2 separate regions of the Sus scrofa genome follow, and region 2 is linked to region 1. A link is a contact called in public Hi-C data. All regions are on one chromosome and are shown on one strand. The core of a region is the stretch at or near the end of the contact, and the rest is flanking DNA. Distances in the headings are between cores, read along the strand shown.

The links. A called contact is a pair of places that touch in the nucleus more often than the background predicts.
Region 2: a Hi-C map of liver shows a contact between it and region 1, with 4 times the contacts expected there. The contact joins the promoter of LOC100525876 here to the promoter of AURKAIP1 in region 1. A contact is called at or near these places in 1 of 5 promoter capture datasets (liver), 4 of 47 Hi-C or Micro-C datasets (epiblast stem cells, heart right ventricle, liver and 1 more) and 2 of 2 datasets of contacts at active chromatin or transcription factors (alveolar macrophages and skeletal muscle).

Annotation. Positions count from the first base shown.
Region 1 is chr6:63,655,244-63,659,940 of Sscrofa11.1, reverse strand. AURKAIP1 (aurora kinase A-interacting protein) reads left to right here and starts at 2,373. Exons shown (of 3, transcript XM_021097450.1): 1 at 2,373-2,563; 2 at 2,817-2,906; 3 at 3,174-3,821. The coding sequence starts at 2,855. The coding sequence ends at 3,721. It overlaps LOC110261342 (a long non-coding RNA gene), which reads right to left and starts at 2,266. Exons shown (of 2, transcript XR_002345410.1): 1 at 1,757-2,266; 2 at 1-8. It overlaps CCNL2 (cyclin-L2), which reads left to right. Exons shown (of 11, transcript XR_002345407.1): 11 at 1-888.
Region 2 is chr6:63,704,288-63,708,984 of Sscrofa11.1, reverse strand. It overlaps LOC100525876 (ATPase family AAA domain-containing protein 3), which reads right to left and starts at 2,830. Exons shown (of 17, transcript XM_003127504.5): 1 at 2,633-2,830; 2 at 2,520-2,630. The coding sequence starts at 2,720.

The sequences.
Region 1 (4,697 bases), core at 1,124-3,623:
AGATAATTCTGGAAAATACAAGAAAAAAAGTCACTACTACAGAGACCAGCGACGGGAACGTTCTCGATCTTACGAGCGAACAGGTCGTCGCTACGAGCGGGACCACCCTGGGCACAGCCGGCACCGGAGGTGAGGGATGGTCCCTCGGCGTGCACACCTCAGCCCCTGGCCCCGGGGCACGGCTCTTTCTTGGAAACGGCTGTTGACCCTGGGCCTCGAGATGACTTTGGAGACGGAATTGAGAGGAGGGCAAGGTGCCCTCAAGCCTGGCCCGGGCCCGGCCCCCACCTGTCCTGCAGAGCCCCCCACAGCAGCCGGCGGCCGAGGCCCGCGTCCTCGTGGTGTGGCTTGGTGCTAAGGACAAGCGGTCTCCACCCCTGTACCGACCCTCAATTACGTTAAACCAAGAAAATGACTCTTTGAACCTTTGCCTATATTAGGTTGTACTTATGTACGTATCTTGCAGTGTTTGACATGAGAAAATGGCCTTAACAGCCCCTCACTCCCTGCCCATGTTGTAAATAAACGTGTTTCGTACACGTTACAGCCGTATCGGAAAACTCAGAACTTGAATTCTGTCAGCTTAAAACATGTAGAGGATTCTGATTTTTTAAATGTGAAGGTATTTCGATCTGTGTTGAAAGTCCTATATTTTTATCTGCGACGCTGAGTGCAGGCCACCAGCTCCAATACTGAGGCATTTCGTATATATGCATTTTATGTGGTTAAATAAACACAGTTCTCTCTACTCAGGACATTTGGAACTTTAGAGAATTTGTGGTGTGTCCTCCTGCTTGCTGGATACCGGGCTCAGCCCGCAGCATCCGTTCTAGTGCTTTGTCTGCGCTGCCATCTCGAGCTCATTAAAGCGTTGGATTTTGTACTGCATGCCATGCGCCTGCTCTTCTGTGGAGCCTTGTCAGGGCTCCTGTCCTTGGGTAAAGGGAGCGTGTAAAGGACACAATGGTCCTGGGTCCCCTTACACCGGAGGGAGCTCGTTTGCGACCCACCAGGCTGTGTGTCAGGCTGGCGGCAGCTGGGAGCAAGGCTCCTGGTGTGGATCAGGGGCTGTCAGGGGCCTGTCACAGGACCTGGGTGAATTCTCTCCAGGCCACACTAGGGCCAGTGAGCCTGGGGGAAGGTGCCCAGTGTTAAAAAGCCAAGGAGGTGTCAAAGCGACGGGGTCAGCACCCACAATCCAGGTGGCTCACTCTTAAGACCAAACGTAAGTAAAAGACTGGGGAGGCCGGGCGGCTGGAGTGAGAGGGGCATTCCCACAGGTGGGACCCAGAAGCAGCCCCTGCCACTGAAGAGCAGGGTCATCACGTGACTCGGCTATAGCGCTGGGCCTGGAGGCTGCAGCTTCTGCCCTCCCACTGGCCTGCCCTCCACTCCCTGCTTAGCCAGGTTGGAGCCTGGGGGTGGCCAGGCCTGGCCACTTCCTGCTAAGACTCACTGGAAGGCCCTCCTACAGGACAAGCCTCTGAGCAGAGCCAGTGGGGCTCTCCCTACATCCCTTCCCTACCAGGCGTCCCTGCAGGTCATTCTGGGGATCCTGTCCACGCTAGCCAACTTCAGTGAGGACAACAGAGCCTTTCGGGACTAGACAGGTGAAGCCCTTCTGGTCCCCTACTCTTGAGGAGCAACGCTGAGTTCTAGCCGAACCGCAAGCTCCAGGGAGACTGCTTTTGGTTTTCGAACAAAATCTTAGGCACAGGATGGGAGTTTGCTTGCTCTAAAGGAAACAAAAACCCACCTATCCCGCTTTCTATCCTGCGTTAGACGCGGGGCCTCCTTCGCTTATCCAGACCGGCAGAGCGAGGAATCTGAAAGCCAAATGGAGGGGGCGGCGGGTCCCAAGACCCCCGAGATCTTACGGCGCCCCGGCGCCGCACTATTGGCTTTCGGGCTGCAGGAGCCCGGGCGCGCAGGCACCACGTGTCGGCCACCTTCCCTCCCATCCTCGCGAGGAGGGCTCGGGGGTAGGGGCCACGCCCGCAACCTCAGCGGCTCCTGATCCTTAGCCTCCCGCTCCAGCGGGCGCAGTAGCTCCCGCCACTTCTGTCGTCCCGCGAACTCTATTTCCGTGGCCGGGACAACATCCCTGTCGCAGCTCCGAAACGCCACTTCCGGCCGCCTGGACCAACTGGCCCTTGGCCAGTCGTGGAGGGAAGGGAGTTCGGGCCACTCAGGTGCAGACGGCATCGTTTGGGATTGTGGGAAATGTAGTTTTCTAGCCTTTGCTGGACACAGGCGGAACTGGCGATCTGGGAGCGGGGCGCGCGGGGGTGGGGGGGCGGTTCCTCCGGCCGGAAGCCGTCGATTTGGGGGCCCGTCTGGGTCTGCGCAGACAAGGAGCAGGGAGCCGTGATGCGCTAGGGGGCGCTGGGCGTAGGAACTGGCGGGCGGCCGCACGCGGGCTGGGGGTCGGTTTAGGGAAGGACCGGAAGTGCTTGAGCGCGGCGGCGGAATGGTCCGCTGCGTCTCTCGGCGGCGTCTGGGGAGGCTCGGCGTGCGGCCGCAGAGCTCGCGCTCCAGGGACAGCGAAGGCGGCCGTGGCCGGGTAGGGCTCGGGACCTGGAGCCCGAGCGTCGATCCCACTCGTGCGGTGGGCGCTTCGGGGTGAAGCTGAGGCTCAGGGAGGGTCGGTACCTGCCCGGAGTCGCGCAGCTGGGGAACGGCGGAGGCGGAGGTTTTGAGGGAGTCGTACTCGAAGTAACGTTCCCGTTGCGGGAGGGGGTGGTGAGAGCGACGGGAGGGGAGGCGGGGCGTGACCGCAGTCCTCGGAGTGACCTCGGCTCCCACCTGTGTTCCAGCTCTGCTGAGCACCCGGGCCCGCCGCCACACTCAAACCATGTTCCTGGTGCGCTTGACTTCCCAGCTGCTCAGGGCTGTTCCCGGGGCAGGTAAGAGGCCCCACGGGGGCGGACGGGCTGGATACGCACCTGGGGTTGGATGTGGGACTAGCAGCTCCGCTGCGCCCCGCTGCTGTATCTCACCCCCTGGAGCCGGGGGCCTGGCTGCACAAACAGCCCCTTAAGCTTCCAAGTGTCATAGTTTGGGCCTGAGAATGTAGTAGGCAGGGGTTCAGGCCAGTCTGCCGTGGAGGTTCTGCGCCCCAGGCCCGCTGGCCGTGCATAGGAGTGGTAACTGTGTCGGCTTGTTTATTGCAGGCCGCAGTGGGTCCCCGCGCGTCTCAGAGGTACTGGGCAGGCACGCCTGCAGGCCTCGCTACAGCACGCAGCCCCCAGGCCCCAGTGGGATTGCCTCTCTTCCTGGCAAGCACGTCCACCCAGAGCTTGAGGAGATGCTGGTCCCCAGGAAGATGTCCATCAGCCCGCTGGAGAGCTGGCTGACCATTCGCTACCTCCTGCCCAGACTGGGCGCTGGGACCCCAGGGACTGTGTCTCCAGCTCAGCTCTATCAATGTCCGCCTAGCCAGGTGGGGGAAGGGGTCAAGCAGGGGGATAAGGAGGTTCGGGACACACCCCAGATGCAGTGCAAAAACATCCTGAAGATCCGCCGGCGGAAGATGAATCACCACAAGTACCGCAAGCTGGTCAAGAGAACCCGGTTCCTGCGGCGGAAAGTCAGGGAAGGGCGCCTGAGACAGAAGCAGGTCAAGTTTGAGAGAGACTTGAAGCGCATCTGGCAGAAGGCAGGCTTGAAGGAAGCCCCTGCAGGCTGGCAGACCCCCAAGATCTATCTGAAGAACCAATGAGTCTGGAGGTGCGCATGGCGGCCCCCCCCCCCCCCCCCCGTTACTGCCCACCACCCATTGTAATAAAGAACCAGCACACTCTGCTGTCTGCTGGCCTGGACCCCTGTCTGCTTGGGCGAGCTGCTTGGGGTTTGAGGTTGGTGCCAGCCTTTGATATTACAGAAGGAACAAGGACCCTCGGCAGGCAGATTGGCCATCCCTTCCTCAAGCTGGCCCTTGTCCTGGGGCCAGGCATGCACGAGTGGGAACAGCTTTGAAGAGTCCCATTCTGCCCTCAGGGCAGGCCTTTTTTTTTTCTCTCTCTCTCTTTTCTCAGCTGCCCTACATTATATAGAGTCTCTGGATTCTTTAAGCCACCGTGCAGGGTCGGGGATTGAACCTGTGCCCTGGTGCTGCAGAGATGTTGCCGATCCTGTTGCACCGCGCAGGGACTCCAGGGCAGACTCTCAATGAGCACACCAATGGCGAATGTGCCAAGGGACCTGCCTGGGGCCTGGAATGCCCAGGCCGAGGTGTTGACGTGACGAGGGTGTACAGTTAGCCTTCCAGCAGTTGAAGACCTGAGTATGATTTACAGTTGGCCTTTCACGTCCGTGGGTCTGGCTTCAACCAGCTGCAGATTGCGTGGTATCATAGGCCCTGTTCAGTGAAAAACCCTCATGTATGTGGACCCCGTGCGGTCAGGGGGGGTCTCGCTGGGCAGGCAGGAAGGGCGGCCTTGTCCTCGGCGGTGGCGATGGACGGTGTCCTGTGGGCTCCTGGCTTCTGCCGCTTGTTGGGCCCTGCGTGGGGCCGGCGAGGGGCTCCTTGGGCAGGGAGGGCCTGCTCTGGCCGGGGCAGGGGTGGACCGGCTGAGGAGGGGCTGCCGCTCTCGGAGCTGGAGAAGCCTGGCCCTTCCAGGGTGTGGGTGCCCCGTGGTTCCGCCAGGCCCTGCCAGGCTCTGTTTCCTTGGTCCCTGTCCCCTGCCCTGTGGGCC
Region 2 (4,697 bases), core at 1,581-4,080, 49 kb before region 1:
ATCTGCCCCATCCCCAAGGGGAAGCCCCACATGAGGTCTTGTCCCCCAGGGGACCGTCACATCCCAGAGGGTTCCGTCAAAGAGGTGGTCCCACGCGCACTGACAGCAGCAGGGCCAGGACAGGGTTCTGCGTCTCCCAATGAAGCAAAAAGGAAGCCTGTGGCTGAAACGTCCTTCGTTTTTCAAGTGTGTGCATTTCTCTAAATCCTCTGATACCTGTTATTGACCTGCCACGGAGCACACAGGCGAGAACTCGAATAAGAAGCAAACAAGGAGTTCCCATCGTGGCGCAGTGGTTAATGAATCCGACTAGGAACCATGAAGTTGCGGGTTCGGTCCCTGCCCTTGCTCAGTGGGTTAACGATCCGGCGTTGCCGTGAGCTGTGGTGTAGGTTGCAGACGCGGCTCGGATCCTGCGTTGCTGTGGCTCTGGTCTAGGCCGGTGGCTACAGCTCTGATTCATCCCCTAGCCTGGGAACCTCCATATCCACGGGAGCGGCCCAAGAAATAGCAGAAAAACAAAAACAAAAACAAAAACAAAAAAACAAAAAAAAACTTGCTTCAAAGGACACTAACAACAGAGAAAAAGGCAATCCAGGAATTCCTGCTGTGGCTCGGTGGGTTAAGAACCTGACTAGCATCCATGAGGATGCAGATTCGATCCCTGGAAATAGCAAAAAGACAAAAAAAAAAAAAAAAAAAAAAAAAAAAAAAAAAAAAAAAAAAGAAGCAAACAAGGACTAGACGAGAAAGAAGCGGAAGCCGATGGTTCTTCACCGGTGTGAGTTACAAACGTGCATGTCATTAACGTCTCATAGGCATGCTTTCCTCATCGGGGGGAACTCGTGTGTGTCGACACGTGGCAACACACGGGTGTCCTGGAAAGAATCTGAGCCCCGTCCTCTCCCTGCTGGGAAAGCCGAACGTCAGGACGGACCTGCGTGCGGTGCTTCACTGTGGACAGGGTCGAGGCCCCACCAGTGCACTGCCCCGAGGCCACACATTTCCAGGCTGCTTCCCAGAGACCTGGGGAACCAGAGAGCATCCGGCTGGGCCGCAAGGGACAGAGACAGCAGTCAGGCTGTGAGGAGCAGCAAGGACATGTCTGGTTTGCGTGCAGACAGCCACGTGGAGAACAAGAGTGGGCTGGGGCCAACCAGGGGGGGCACTGCTGGTGGTGAGCAGCCCAGAAGACAGGCCTGCTAAGGGGCCAGAGGCACGCTGGGAAGGAGGGCTTGGGGACAGGAAGAGGCAGCTGACCGAGGCGAAACCTCTCCCCCCCGGGCCAGCAGAGAAGCCAGGGGGATGGCAAGAAAAAAAGTGAAGCAGAAGAGTTCCCGCCGTGGGTTAAGAATCTAACTGCGGACCAAGAGTCAGGATTTACCTTCCAAAAGGAGAAACACTTTGAAATTCTGGGCAGGGTGAATGGGCGAAGCTCCCACAGAAACCTAAGAAATTACATCCCGTAACAAAAGTGTCATCATCTGAGGTGTCCTGAAGCCCAGCCACTATCTCTCAATCCAACCTGACTGTTGAAATGACCTTGCAAACTTAACACACGTAGTCTGGGATGGGGCGTTTCCCAGTCAGGCCTAAGGAAATAGGCAGCCCTGGGCCCCAGGCCCGAATATCCAAATGCTCTGAATGTCCCTTCCAGGATCTGAGAGCCAGGCAGGCTGGAGACCTTTGCCCAGGAAATTCTGTGACCCCTGCAGAAGGGCGGGGACTGAGCCACAGAGTGCCAGGCCACATCCTCCTTCGACAGGAAGACTCCGCTTATACCTGCTTGCCACAAACTACTCTCTAAGATCTCCTTTGAGAAAAAGGCACCTCTATTTAAAGGTTTGAGAGCGAAGTATTTACTTGGCGCGTGCTGAGCATGTGTTCCAGACTCTCAAACGCACACGCTGCAATCTGGACACAAGTGGTTTAAAGCCACAGAGGAAGGAAGCTGGGAGGAAAGCACGTGGGCTTAGTGAAGGTGCCATCACCACTGATGCCTCAGGGCCCGGGTTAGGAAGGTCAGTCATCAGCTGGGCCAGGGCTGATCGGTGATCTGCTGCTTTGCAGACCTCACTTGAAAGCTAACGTTTCTCAACAGTAAGTGCAGATCTACTTTATTTTCCTTAAAACCAATTACCCTCAAACGCGCTCCCCTCTTCAGCAAAAAATTGCTAGCATCCACCACAAGAAAATCCCCAACCCAGCCAGCTCTGGCCATTCCACGTGGAGGGAGCAATAGGTGGTACCTAAAAACGAAGGTGCAGCCCCGCCAGCTGCTACCTGTACCCTTAGTCCCCTCGCCACCGGTTTCCCCCCTGAAAGACGTGTGGCAGCTGGGAAGGTGCCAAAGGGTCAGGGGATCCCGAACCTCCCTGCACGCAGAGTGGCTCCATTGGGTTTACCGCTGGAAGCCGATTTCCTCTCCCGACAAGAGCTCCATGGCTCAGACCACCGAGGGCCAGATGCCCCCGAACCCCCCAGGGGCCGCCCTGACCGAGCCCCCCAGCGGCACTCACGCGAGTGCTCCAGCTCGCGCGCCGCTTTGGCCGCGCGCTCCAGGCCCGTGGGGTCGAAGTTGCTCCATTTGTCCTTGGGCGCCGGCCGGTCCCCTGCGCCGCGGTCCCCCCGCCCTCCGCCCCGGGCTGCGCAGGCGGCAGCGGCAGCGGCGGCCCAGCGCCTTCGCCCTTGGGGCCCTTGATGCCGAAGAGCCACGACATGGCCAGTGAGCACCGGGCGCCGCAGGCTCAAGGATCCGAAGCCGAGTAGACACGAGTAGCGAAGTGCAGCCCCCACGCGCCGGGAGCCGGCGGCACTGACTCTGCGCAGGCGCGACAGCGGCCCCGCCTCCCGGGCGACGGGTGCGCGTGAGGGCCACGTCCCGAGCGCGGCACTTGGATTGGTCGCAGGCGAGTGACGTCACGGCGTCGCGGCCGCGATTGCAAGAGCTGGCTTAGGGGGCAGGTCCCCAGAGGGGCGGGGCGAGGTGACAGCGGCCGGTCAGGGACAAAATTGAAGGGCTGGGCGCGTGCGTGCCCTTGGATACGTCAGTTCCTCGTAGCCGTGACACTGATCCCGTTGCCATGGGCACCCATGGAGTTCCAGCCCCGGGTGAAACCGAGAGGCAGGTCTGGGAGCCGGGCGCTCTTGATGCGCGGGGTCCCGACCGAGGAAGCGGCCGCGGGAGGAAGAGCCTGAGGGATCGGTTGGAAAGGTCCCTGCCCGGGGAAGGAAGGCCGGGGGAGCGGGAGGCCAAGAGACCCTGCGGACGGCGGAGCGCGGGCTGGGCGTGTCCCGCGCAGGGCGGGCTGCCCCACAGGCCGGGCGGCGCGGGACAAGTGGAGCCTGGCGCGGTGCGGTGCCAACGCATCCATTCGGCTCTCACTGAGATGATACAAGGGCAGAAGCGCGGCCCTGGCCAGTCTCCTGCTAGGAGGATGAAGGGCCCTCCCAAGCCGCCAGCGTCTCAGCAAAACAGCGGTCCGCTGTTGTATGATCCTTTCTTTACTTAAAGTGGCTCACAAGGGAGCGGACAGGGATCTCCACCCAAAGTATGCGAAGGCAGAGCCCCCAAGGCCCCACAGAGGGCGCCCTCGCCAGAAGAGCGCTCCTCTGGGCGGAGGGGTCTTGGGTCTGGTCACTGATCCCTGAGCGTTTTCCTTGGGAACCTCTGAAGGCCACATGACAGCTTCTGGGACCAAGGTCCAGGCCAGACCGCTGGGGGAGAAGGAACAAGGATGGACAAGGCCAGGGCTGCTCCGGAACCCAGTGTCCAAAGTTAGCAGAATTCACTTCTTGGACCAAAATCCAAATTGCTCCTGAATTCTTTCCCTGATGGAATTTGTTGCGTTCCCAAAATTATACACAGTGAGTTTCTCCACTAGATTTAAATAACAAACAATTTTAAGCCTGAATAAAAAATGGGGGGGGGAGAGTTCCAGCTGTGTTGCAGTGGTCAAGGATTAAACTGCAACGGCTGGGATCATGGATTCTATCCCATGGCCAGTCCCATGGGTTAAAGTATCCGGCGTTGTAGGTCACAGCTGTGACTCAGATTCAATCCCTGGCCCAGGATCTTCCAAATGCTTTGGGTGTGGCCATTAAAAAAAAAAAAAAAAAAAGGAGTTCCCGTCATGGCTCAGGGGTTAACAAATCCGTTTAAGAGCCATGAGGTTTGGGGTTTGATCCCTGGCCTTGCTCAGTGGGTTAGGGATCTGGTGTTGCCGTGACCTGTGGTGTAGGTGGCACACACAACTTGGATCCCACATTGCTGTGGCTCTGGCAGGTGGCTACAGCTCCAATTTGATCCCTAGCCTGGGAACCTCCATATGCCACGGGAGAGGCCGAAGAAATGGCAAAAAGACAAAAAAAAAAAAAAAAAAAAAAAAAAAGGAAAACATGTAAGATAATCCTGTCTGCAGTATGTTGTTTGTTTTGTTTTCCCAAATGAAGAGAAAACCCAAAGGGCTTTTCCAGCCAGCTGCCTCCTGTTGGCTGTCACCAAGGTTTTTAATGTTCCAGCCACAAACCATACCTCCAAGGACACCCCTGGCAGGCTTTGATGGATAAAGCTGGGGAAATGGGTAAGAGAAGTGAAGCCACAGGCCCTCTCGCTCCATCCACAGGCTAGCATTTGAAAAGTTTGTATACATTTATATGACAAGGAATAACTTTGAAAATAAAGCTTTGTGTTTTTT